Linked DNA regions of Hordeum vulgare: region 1 is linked to region 2. The links are chromatin contacts, called in public Hi-C maps. All regions are on one chromosome and are shown on one strand. The core of a region is the stretch at or near the end of the contact, and the rest is flanking DNA. Distances in the headings are between cores, read along the strand shown.

Region 1 (6,257 bases), core at 2,968-5,467, 200 kb after region 2:
TACATCCAAACGGCTAAGAATCTGGCAGATCCCTTTACTAAACGGCTATCACGTGTTGTGATAGATAGTACATCGAGGGAGATGGGTATGAGACCCACATGAGTTGCCATGGCAGTAACCCAACCTATATGATCGGAGATCCCGTGAAGTAGGACCTGGGAAAACAAGCCAGTGGTGAACCGAGGAGAGTAACTTTACCAACCCACTCCGTTGGAGATGCAATGCTCTTGGATAATGTATGCTAGGATGACTACTATCTTAATGTGTTCTAAAGCTTATGTGTAAGCAAGATGTTGTCCTACAGAGCGATCTTTGGAGGAACACACCTATATGACCCTCACTGTTGGTCACAGTCTATGAGATTGGGGTGATCTCTAGTAAACTCATGAATAGGCCAGGAGTGCGACTTATATGCTCCACCCGAGGGGTCAGCCTTCAGTAGCCTAGTACTAGTAAGACTTGTGGTGAAGCTTCTTTACGCCAAACTGACAATTCAAGGCATAGTCTATTGTTCAGTTGTAAAGGGGTGTAGCTACTTGTTCTAGGTGAAGCTCAACCTTAACAGGTCTTCACTGAAATGCCGGTATATTAAAACAGTGGTTGGAACGAGGGAACATGATGTGCCCTTGAGATCTGGTGGGGGATTGTTGGAAATTATTGGTGGGCTTTAGACCCATAAGAGAATTTCGGAAATCTCCAAGGGCCCATGTAGGTGGTGGCATGACAAGGTGGTGGTGGGAAGTTTAGTCCCACCCCGCGAGTGGAGAAGAAGTTGGACTCCTTTATAAGGGTCTCTCTTCTACATTCTATTGGAGAGTGAGAAGAGAAGAGGCCCTCGCGCATTACTCCTCCGCCGCCCGCCACGCCACGACGCGGTTTGCGGGAATGAGCCGAGTCGAGCTCATACCTACGCGCTTATTTTTAGCCGTCACGAGATCAGATCACCTCTGCCTCACGCGCTCGTTCCTTTGCTGCTGCTGCCGCCGGCGACTCCGTCCCGTTCACCGCGTACACGGTCGACGGGAGAGCAGGCCTCCGAAACCCCGCCTCTCTGGTTCTTGTATGGGAGAGGGGCGATTAGGTTTTTGGGGAGTGATCACGCGGCTACTCGCCTCCGTTCGTCTGCTTCGTCTATGTCCGCGTCGTCCTCATCATCGCCATGGCTGAACCAAGCGAAGCCAACTGTCTCCTCCTCGAGAAGGCCGAAGCCGAGAAGAAGAAGGCAGAGGATGCTGCCGCCGCCAACGCTGCTGTTACGACCAAGTGGCCAATCGGAGGGATAACCTGTTTATCCCGCTCCTGTTTACTTCTGCCCTAGCAGTACTAGCTATATGCGTAGATGTTTATCCTATATGCGTAGTACTTGCTACTATGCTGTGTGATCAGTATGTCATGAATCTAGTCAATGCCATGTTAGTAATTATTTCATGAATTAATCTACTCGGAAAATTGCCTATTTACTCAACAACAACTATGTCTACTATCTTACGGATAACATCTACCCCAGGTGACAAACATTTGTGAAGCCGATGACGACACCGCAAGGTAAGAAAAATCTTGATTTCCATAATGCTCATTCGGCGGCTAGAAAAGATGTGGAGAGAGCTTTTGGAATTTTGCAAGCCTAATTTGCTATTGTGAGAGGACCGGCTAGATTTTGGGATCAAGATATCTGTCGGTACATCATGAACGCTTGCGTTATAATGCATAACATGATCATCGAGAATGAGCGTGGGCATGATTTAAGCTATTCTCAGTATGAGTTATTGTGAAATCCCGTGCGAGTGCGAAGGACGGCTGCGAGGATAAACACGATTTATTGCCTTCTATCAATGTCATTCAACGTGTCGAAACGCATGATGATCTTCAGAAGGATCTAATCATGAAGAGGTGGGCATGGCATGACCGTTAAATTAATTTGATGTTGTATGTCTCATGTAATATTGTTGAACTATTTGTTGTACTGAAAATAAACTATTTATTTGAGTTGCAATAATAGTTGGACTATTTATTATTAATTTATTTTATTTTGGTGAGAAATATTGTTTGGGTTAAGCGCGGCGTTGTAAATATAGCGCGCCTGCATTTTGCAGCGTCTGCTGGAGCGACAACGCCCCACGTCTGCTGGAGTTACAACATCATGCAAAAGGATGGAAGGATGATTTTTTTTTCTTTTTGTTCTTCTTTTGCCGATGTAGCTCATTTCAGAATTGATACTACTATTATGTTGATCGCTATTAAAAGGGGTACAGTCAGCAACTTGATGAGGCTGTCTTTGGTAATCAACAGCTTTGGCGTGAAGTTCTTTCTGTTGTACTGAAACTTTAGTTGTCTTAGCTTTTTTGAATGGTTTATATCTTTACCTAATAATAAAGAGGCTATCGCTTTCGTCGGAAAACCCACCGAGCTGATTTTACAAAAATGTCCTTACTGTTTATGACATTAAACTCGTAGTATATATTAAATATTTTTTAAAATACTCATATCTTTTAAACCGTAACTCCAAATTTAACATATTATACATGGAATTTGATTAGAAAAATATGTAGAATTTAAATATGATATTATTTTATCTGTTAAACGTTTAATAAAAATACTATCTAGGGTGCAATCTTAATAAATAAGTCATTATTCGTCTTTCTTTCATACCGGTACTCATCCGGGTTAGGAATGAGCACGTCAACAAAATCAGGATTAGAGATGAAACTGAAGGTCACTTGACTAATTCTTTGTACGTATTAAATCTACATGCAAGCCGTGTTAAAATAGAAGACCTGTGAAATTTTGAACTGCATTTTTGTAGGATAAGACCATCTTTATTTGTATCGTAACTATAAATTCTTAAATTATAGACATTTTTTATAAATTAAGAGCGTGTGCCGTGTGGTATTTCTTTCTCCCGTTGTAATTTTTGTTATTCAACCCGCGCTCCATCATTTATCTGCAACGCAAAAGGAAAAACGATTCGCTGCAAAAATTATACCCGTACGCATCGCCTCCTCCCGTTGACCCTGGGCCACCCCGGACTGTGCCCAGGCCGCCGCCACACCACTCGCCGCCGCGGCCGACCTCAACTGCCACCGCTGCCGATCTCAACCCACCCGCCTCCGCGGCCGTACCTCTCCCCGCTCACTGCCCCCGTTGCGGCGCTCGAGCGCATCGCGTCGACCCTGGTCCACCCTGACGTGTGCCCAGGCCGCTGCCACACCACTCGCTGCCGCGGCCGACCTCAACCACCACTGTTGTCGATCTCAACCCACCCGCCTCCAAGGCCGTACCTCTGCCCGCTTGCTACCCCCGTTTCGACGCTCGAGCACAGCTTCTGGATCAAATCAACGCGACATCTACAGTGACTGGGGATGATGCGTCTGCTCGATGCAGAACGACGGAGGGAAGTACTTGCAGGTGGAGGCGGGCCTCCATGGCTCACACGGGGAACTCCGAGGTTATGGCGCGGCAACGGCGACTCCTTATGGCCAGATAGAGGCGCCTAACCCTTGCTCCCCTCATCGTATCCCCTCCTCCGGCAGGAACTCATCATCTGGTGAGATCCCCTCCTCATGCCTCCAACAGTGTGCCAAGCACCGGCAAGAAATTTTATTTTGTGGGGATTTGTTTGCTGATGAATGAATGTATTGAATGTAAGATTGTATTGTTGTACAGACAGAGAATGGAACACCACCTTCAGTTTGTCATCTGATCCCACATTCTCTATCCCATGAGTGAAATAAGATAGCAATCCGTTGATCAATTCACGTAGCCGCTTTGTTTTGCTTTGCTTGTCCCGCTCAATTTCTCATCATGGTGGAATTAACAATGGATGGGTTGATTTCTCAACAAAATAGGATAGGACTGACTACATTAGTTAGTTAACTTATTATTTTAATAAATGAAAATGATTATAAAAAGATTAAAAGTGTGTGGTATTTTTTTCTCCCGTTGCAACGCACGGGCCCTTTTGCTAGTATATCTTAAAGAGAAAAAGAAAAGAAAAACCGCATCCCCATCTTTTGAATGGTTTATATGCACCGGTAGTAAGGTTCCATAGTTGAATAATTTGGACCCGTTCAACACGCCTAACTTGGACCGCCGAAATTCCCCGTTGGGCACTCATCACTGTGTCGACATCGCCTTCACACCAGAGAACCGTATTCCGACGCCTCGTCCGCTGCTAGATTTCCTTGCCGTAATTATTTCAGCAAGGAAAATATAACGCCCTGTATCGGGTTCGGGTGCCAACAAAACAGAGGGAGCAAAACACACCCCGAGCGGAAAAGGAGCGAGGGCCTCTCTCTCCATCCCCGACCTCTCGTGGCCGCTGCGAAGAAAAGGTACCCCTCCCTCCGCCTCCTCCTTCGATTCCGTCAGATCGGCGCAAGTAGCTCCGTGTCCCGATCCCGATCCGCCCCCGTCCCGGCCTTCGCGTAATTTATCCCCCGATTCCGTTGGCCGTGTCTGGATTTATCTTTTGTTTTGTGGTAGATCCGTGGCCCGGCGCCCGGCGTCGCCGCGCCGCCTGCGGCAGGGCCTGTGCTGCGCGTTAGATTTGTTGCGCGCCGGTGGCGATTCGCCCACCGGCCCGTCGATTCGATGCGTGTTCGCTCAACCCGCTGGGTCGTCATCGTCGATCTGTTGCGTGACGTGATTCGTTAGAACCAATCGTCGTGTTTTGTTGTTCCTCTTGTCGTGTAGGCTAAACGGTTTTTGCTAGGTCTCAATCGACTGGGAATTTGTAAGTCTCGATCGATTCAAAAAAAGTGCGACTTGTTTTTTTTTTTTCTGCGCGTGGAAGGCGTCGTTGCTTGTCAGTGATCTGTTGTATGGTCGGATGGATTTGTGAACCTGTGGGATTGATCTGGTGGGATATGCCTTGCTTGTTAATGTAGCTTAGCAGCCAGATGATTTCTACAGATCGTTATCTGTTAATGTTAATTTGATAACCGCATTAATTTTTATTTATTTATCCCAGTATGAGTCTTGCACCAGTTTGTTTGATTTTGCCACCTTTAAGATAACTTGGTTGTGTTGGTGTGATGGAACAAATATGTTAAGGTTAACGAATCATTACTTAATCGAAGCTTCGTGTTCTAGATTACTTTGGACAAATATATACGAGTAAGTAGTGAAGTTACTTCAGCGCCAGGCTAAATACTTTGAAGCAATAAACCCGTATTGTTGTATCTTTTGCTTTTTATTATTCTTATGCTGCCAACTTATTGCAGTATGTGGTGAACGAAAATATGTTTAAACTCTAGAGTTAGTAACTTATTCTTGAGTCTCATAAACATGCAAATGTAACTCAAAGCAGGAGCTTATCATGGCTTCAAAACGTATCCTGAAGGAACTCAAGGACTTGCAGAAAGATCCTCCGACATCATGCAGTGCAGGTACGAGCCAGATATATAATTCACTGATGACTAATATCCATGTTGTGTGTATCTTAGCAGCGTTGATATGCTATGGTCATGTGAACTATCACCGGAAGTTTTTATGGCGTCGGCCCATTGATAAATTGGATTATTTCCTAATATACTTTTCATTTTGCTCAGTCACTTATCCAGGAAATTGAACTATAACACACAGTTTCATTCACTGTTCTTGCCCAAAGAGATTGTATCACTATGCCAGTTTCTGTCTGTCAGTGTCCTTTTACGGTTGACTAGCTAAATTGATGTTTTTATTTAAGAAAGGTATCTTGCATAGAGTCTTCCTAAGTACTCTGTATATTCCAACTTAGTAACTGATGAACAGTCATCAACAACCACTACAATTGACCATCAGTTCTATAATCAGGATTATGTCGTGCTGCTGCTTGGTGCTTACTCCCTTGTTTGCACAAATGATTGTAGTGATTTATTATAGGTTCCTTTTTATTTAGGTCCTTCTGGCGAGGATATGTTCCATTGGCAGGCAACCATCATGGGCCCTCCTGATAGTCCCTATGCTGGAGGTGTTTTCTTGGTGAATATCCATTTCCCCCCGGACTACCCCTTCAAGCCTCCGAAGGTTAGTGCTGAACAATGTTGAGCCAAACAAATTTCCTTGCATCTTTGCCATCTTTATTGGAACATGAATCTTGTCAAACTGTCAGTATGTCTACCCTCTTCATGTTCCATTGATGTTTCAGTGTTAGCTTGTCTGATTTATGTTCATCCCTACATTTTGACATTAAGGACCAACTATATCTTTTTATATCTCAATGTTTTTACAGAAATCGTTATTATATCACCTCTTCTTTTTTAGAAAAATATTCTGTT
Region 2 (6,074 bases), core at 2,787-5,286:
ATGAAATCATCACCAAAGGATTTTGCAACCTTCGTCTCTTGCTCCTTAGAGGAGCTTCATCGTTATCCTTCTCACGGACTTCCTCGGGTGTTTGTTCAATATAATCATCAAATGTACTAGATTCAGAATTTATCTCAGAAGAAAATCTAGCAATGCTATGCATGTCTTTCATACAAAATATATATAAAAAAATGTTGCATAACGAGATTCCATTATAGTATCTACATGCATATCACGAACCTCAGATTTAACTACTAAAAATCTATAAGCAATGCTCCGCTGAGCATAACCCAAAAAAACACAATCCACTGTCTTTGGTCCTAGTTTGCGTTTCTTAGGGATAGGAATATTGACCTTTGCCAAAAAAAAACCAAGTGCGTAAATAAGAAAGTGATGGTTTTCTCTCGACCCACTCTTCATAAGGGGTTTTCTCTTTATTTTTGTTAGGAACTCTATCCAGGACATGACATGCAGTCAACAAAGCCTCCCCCGCCATGCCTGAGATAAACCAGCAGTGTCAAACATGGCGTTCACCAAGTCAGTCAACGTGCGATTTTTCCTCTCGACAATCCCATTTGATTGGGGCGAATAGGGAGGCGCCCTCTCATGAATGATACCATGTTCCTCACAAAATTCATCAAATACTTTCGGAAAATACTCTCCACCATGATCTGACCTAAGACGCTTGATCTTTCTCTCTAGTTGATTTTCAACTTCAACTTTATAGATCTTAAAGTAATCTAGAGCTTCATCTTTAGTTTGCAACAAATTAGAATAGCAAAATCTAGTCGCATCATCAATCAATGTCATGAAATATCTCTTTCCACCTTTTGTCAACACACCATTCATCTCACATAGATCAGAATGTATGAGTTCTAGAGGTGCCAAGTTTCTCTCCTAGGTAGCCGTGTGAGGCCTTCGAGGTTGCTTCAATTGCACACAACTATGGCACTTAGAACCTTTGGCAAGCATGAAATTAGGAATTAAACTCATACTAGATAGCCGAGATATTAAACCAAAATTAATATGACATAAACGAGAATGCCAAACACTTGTATCATCATTAATACTAGCACAATTTTGGTTTACTGACTTATTGCAAAAATTTGAAAGGGAAAAGCGGAACAAGCCTCCGCACTCATAGCCTTTTCCTATAAATTGTCCAAATCTCGACACGATTACTTTATTTGACTCTAAAACTACCTTAAACCCATCTCGACATAGAAGGGAGCCGCTAACTAGATTCTTGTTCATAGTATGGACATGCTGCACGTTCCTTAGTTGCACGATCTTTCCCGAAGTAAACTTCAGATCCACCATGCCAATGCCACGAACAGAAGCATGCGACCCGTTCCCCATTAGGACGGAAGAATCCCTTGCGACCTGATGAGAAGTAAACAAAGAGATGTCAACACACACATGAACGTTAGCACCTGAATCAATCCACCATGAAGATGATTGAAGTACTGAAAGCACAATAGGTAAATTACGATACCCATCAGTATTGCTAGCGGTCACCATGTTGATAGTCTTGGAGCTTGTTTTCCCTCCGTGGTCTGCACGTTTTGAGCATTCCTTGGAAAAGTGTCCGAGCTTTCCACACGCGTAGTACTCTAGCTCAGCCTTTTTGAACTTCTTCTTGAAGGTAGTAGTCTTTATAGGCTTGTTGAAAACAGGCTTGTTCTTTCCTTTGTTCCTGTTCTGTGGGAACCTTTGTACCATGTTGGCAGTGAACCCCACCTCCTTTCTCAGTAGTGTCTTTAGCCCGAGATTTCTCTTCAATATCAAGAGATGCAATCACATTTTCAACTGATATCTCATGTCTCTTATGTTTCACTGAAGTGGCGAAGTTTCTCCATGAAGGAGGCAACTTTGCAATCATGCACCCAACCACAAATTTATCGGGTAGATCACACTTAAGGAGTTCCAGTTCCTTTACAATACATTGTATCTCATGAGCTTGTTCAACCACATAACAGTTATTTACCATCTTGTAGTCGTGAAAATTCTCCATGATGTATAGTTCACTGCCTGCATCTATCGCACCGAACTTAGCTTACAGTGCATCCCACAGTGTCTTTCCATCTTATATGTGCATGTACACATCACATAGACAGTCAGCAAGAGCACTAAAAACGCATCCCACAAACATAGTGTTGGCTTCCTGGAACTTTCTCCAATCTTCATCATAAGCTCCCTCTAGCATGCCAGCACTAACATGAAAAACTTTCAGAGGAGTAAGCCAAAGCGTGGATCTCACTTCCCACCTCTTAAAGTTCACAATGGTAAACTTATACGGCCTCAGAGCATCAGCAAATCCAGCCATACTTAACTCAGAAAATTGCCTACAATTAGGTTTTTGGATTGTTGGAAGATTAGGCAAGTTCCTGATTAACTCCAATAAATAATTCATGACTAAAACAGAACATATCATGCAATACTCTAGCAATCTAGTAGAGCAACCGAACATGCACAACATCACCGCGCAAGAAGCAGCAACTACAACGAAGAACATTAAGAGATTACGAGTAACATACTGTTCTTTAGTTGAAGCACGAGCGACTGTGTTGATGATGATGCTGGCGACGATCCTTTGTTGATGGCGATAAGGACGACGATGAGTAGCACCGCCCGACTTGGACGGTAGACGACCCGTGCTAAAGACTTTGAGCAGTCGCGCAAAGTGCTTCCCAAAAAACCTAATTCGTCCTCTCCCGGTGCAGGATCGCAAAGATGAACGGTTCCGAAGACCTGCTCTCTCGCACGCAGATGCACGTCGGCGCTCGCGATGAGGTAAACTACGACGGCGGCGCAAGTTGTGAGATGAGGCAAAATCGTAGATGTTTTTGGTGTGTCTTTGGCCGACCACGGTAAGCAGTATATATATGAGAAACAAGGTCGGTATCGTGTCGCAATCACGTCTCAAACCGACTTGGTTTCCAAGTCGTATACTTACCGGACAAGAAATTCTCAACTTGTCTGCCAAGACAGAAAAATAAAACGGCAAAAGAAAGTCGTGCTCCCGTAAGGCAACGGACCGAAATTCAGCGGACCATTCTCGCGCACCCTGCCCCGCCCGCCCCGACTAGGCAAGGAGAGCGCGCGTGTGTGGTCTTCTCCTTTCTCTTTTGAACACACACTTAGTGTGGTGGGAAGAACTCACTATATAAAAAGGTCCAATTCTTTTTCAACTAGCGGCATTGGACTAAACTTTAGCACCACCACTTGCCATTTTACTCATAGGCTCAATTTGAGATTTCATAATTTGTAAATGGGCGAGGCCCATTAATTCTAACATGATCAAAACAGAGAGGAAAACAAAAGAAATCAATGCCAATTTGCTAATTACTATCATTACATGCAATGAATTGACCACTCGTATGTCGTCTTAGTTAATCTGAAGTCATTACGAACATTCTTGTACCGTCTCTGGGAGGAGAGCAGGCGGCACAGCTCGGTGTCCAATAGTGTGCATCATTGCCAACTCATGGCTTCTCCTCCCGGGCAGCTCAGCTGTACAGAGGATTTGGATCTCGGTACCGGTCGATCGGAGCGCCACGAGATGGCCGTGCGGCACGGCCGCTGCTGCGCGGCGGGCCTATCCCTGTACCGCCGTGTCCCCCCTCCCTCGCTCCCCCGATCTTGAAACCGGGATCCGGAGACCGGAGGCCGTAAACAAAGCCACGCTGCTATCGCCGATGCTTACTTACACGTCGGTGCGCCCCGAGAAGAAAATGGACCTCCAGAATGTTTTTTTACTTATGTTCTCAAAGAATGTGAGCTTACACTGTTACACACATGCCCTGTAGGCACCAGGCAGACTTCCAGATGTCCGTCGACCCTCCCTCGGGGGGTAAATCCGTCACTCTAACAAACCCCAAAACTTTTACTCTGCAAAATAAGCGCCCGGTAACTGACGCTTCTCTTAAATGCACGCCAAATTTGCACACGCAGTTTCCACCGACCCGCAGTGCCGCACAGCACAGCACAGCACAGCTCCCTCCTCATCTACAGCCACCGCTACAGCGTCCGTCCACACACACACACACATGTAACCCGACACACCCGCACACACAGGCAGTACACAGCTCAGTCGCGGGCGCGCAGCGAGATCGCCACGCCACGCTCTCCTCCACTCTCCAGCCAGGCCGGAGGCGAACTCCAAGGCGGGCGGCGGTCCGGCGCTCCTGCTCCCCGCAATGCCGGCCGCTTCCGGCGCAGATCGGGCCGACTCCTCCTCCTCCTCCCGGCCACCGCTCTCGATCGGCGCGTGACTCTGGGTGGGCGGCCGGAGGACGGCTGGATCTTGCGGCGGTCGGCGCGGGGACGGAAGGACGCATCGCTCGATTTCCCGCCTGGCAAGAGGTTTGCGGCCTTCTCTCCCCTCCTCGCCCGGCGCCTTCCGTTTCTTTATCTTGTTTTCTTGGATACACCGACGCCTTCGGATGCCCAAACCTCTCCCGCCGAGATTGGAACCTGGGCTCGATTCGCCCCCCCCCCCCCCCCCGGGGTTTAGGAACGGAATCGATTAGCGCAATGCAGTTTGTTGGCCGTTGTTTGTTTTGCGCCTGATGGCTAGTGTTAAGCTTTTATTTGTTTCCAAATACGGAGAAGAATGTTTTAATGCCAAGAGCTGGGTAGCACTAGTTCTTGTATCACATTCCTTTCCTACTAGATGAGTTGGTAATTCTTTTCAACACACTGATAAGTCTCTGCTGTTGTAATTCTGTCTACAGAATTATCGACCATCATGGCGCCACCCGGTCCACAGTCAGGTGTATGGATGCGTGTAGGCCGTGCCAGCGGCGTAGTAGCCCATGCAGATGCAGCCATGAACACTTGCATTGATTTATGCCAGCCGGCCAGCCCCCACCTCCCCTCCAAAAAGATTAAAAGACCCTACTTTCCTTCCTCTCCTTCCGTTTCTCGCTTTCTCTCATCCATCGGAGACCTTTACCTCCAGCTCTAGGCCCTGCCTTTTAGTGCCTGTGGCCCTGTGCTGTCACTTCTAGTATTAACCATCTAGTAGTAATTGAGAACACAACGGTAACATGAATTCAGGTGTGGATCATGTAATGTAAGGTTAGGTGAGCACGCTGGTACTACTGCGGTGGTGTGGTGTGGTACATTTAAGTGGATCACCTACCTCCACATAAAGGGAATCTAGCAAATTTTCCTCTGGGAGCCTCGTTGAACAAGTTCTTGCCATCATTTGTCCACCATTTTTTAAATGATGGTTTGCTAGTCCTAAGCTAATGTGCGCAATTTGGGTTCTGCTTTATAAAAAGGAGGCCAATGAGTGATATGAGACGGGCTGTATGCTGTTGTCACATGCACATTATCTCAACTGCCCCCCGTTGAAAACCAATAAGAACCACCAGAGCAATCAGCTTGATGGTGGGTCTTATGGCTGAGAGTCTGAGACTAGAGGAAGAGACAAATGGAGCCGATGAGAGGGGAGCTTACTATGTAGTAGTAGTTGGCAAATGTGAGGTGTCTTGCATAGAATGCCTCACCATGGAAGCATTTCTCTCCTGGATCATTCTACTGGCTTATTCTATTACTTACGTATGCGGTTGCACCAGCTTCTGTTCTGATCGTTGCAATTCCAGTTGCACTGCAAAGTGAGCAATTTCTGGTTGAGCCTAATGATAGCTAAGGTAGGTACAAACGGGAGAGCTCTTAACTCTCAAGAACATTATTGTGTTGGACGAGGTATACAATTGCTTATTTGACCAAATACAGAGCCGGTATGCAAGTTTGGTCTGTCAAAGCCCTGTATATGTATACTACTCCGTATTTGTTATCTTGCCGATGAACCTGTCTTTGGATGATCTAAAATGGGATATTGATTTTAAAGCCATGAACATGCAGATGCCAGTATGTGGGTCGAAGAGAACGTTTAAGTATCTCACTTATTCAACTGCAAGTTCTTCTGAAAACAAGCTACCACGGTAGATTATTCTCTACAACCCTTTAGGATAGAGTAGGGGGGAAAATCCACCATTAACTCTCCCATATTTCTAACTTTGCATATCTCTTGAGCATATTTTCTAGTTCTTAGGCAGTTAGTG

Evidence for each region. Hi-C and Micro-C count contacts between places; a contact is called where the count stands out from the background.
Region 1: a Hi-C map of leaf shows a contact between it and region 2, with 5 times the contacts expected there. The contact joins the promoter of LOC123444715 here to the promoter of LOC123444714 in region 2. A contact is called at or near these places in 4 of 6 Hi-C or Micro-C datasets (leaf and seedling) and 1 of 1 datasets of contacts at active chromatin or transcription factors (embryo).

Annotation. Positions count from the first base shown.
Region 1 is chr3H:528,270,356-528,276,612 of MorexV3_pseudomolecules_assembly, forward strand. It overlaps LOC123444715 (ubiquitin-conjugating enzyme E2-17 kDa-like), which reads left to right and starts at 4,218. Exons shown (of 5, transcript XM_045121531.1): 1 at 4,218-4,331; 2 at 5,309-5,387; 3 at 5,879-6,006. The coding sequence starts at 5,318.
Region 2 is chr3H:528,067,966-528,074,039 of MorexV3_pseudomolecules_assembly, forward strand. LOC123444714 (probable inactive receptor kinase At5g58300) reads left to right here and starts at 4,037. Exons shown (of 3, transcript XM_045121529.1): 1 at 4,037-4,365.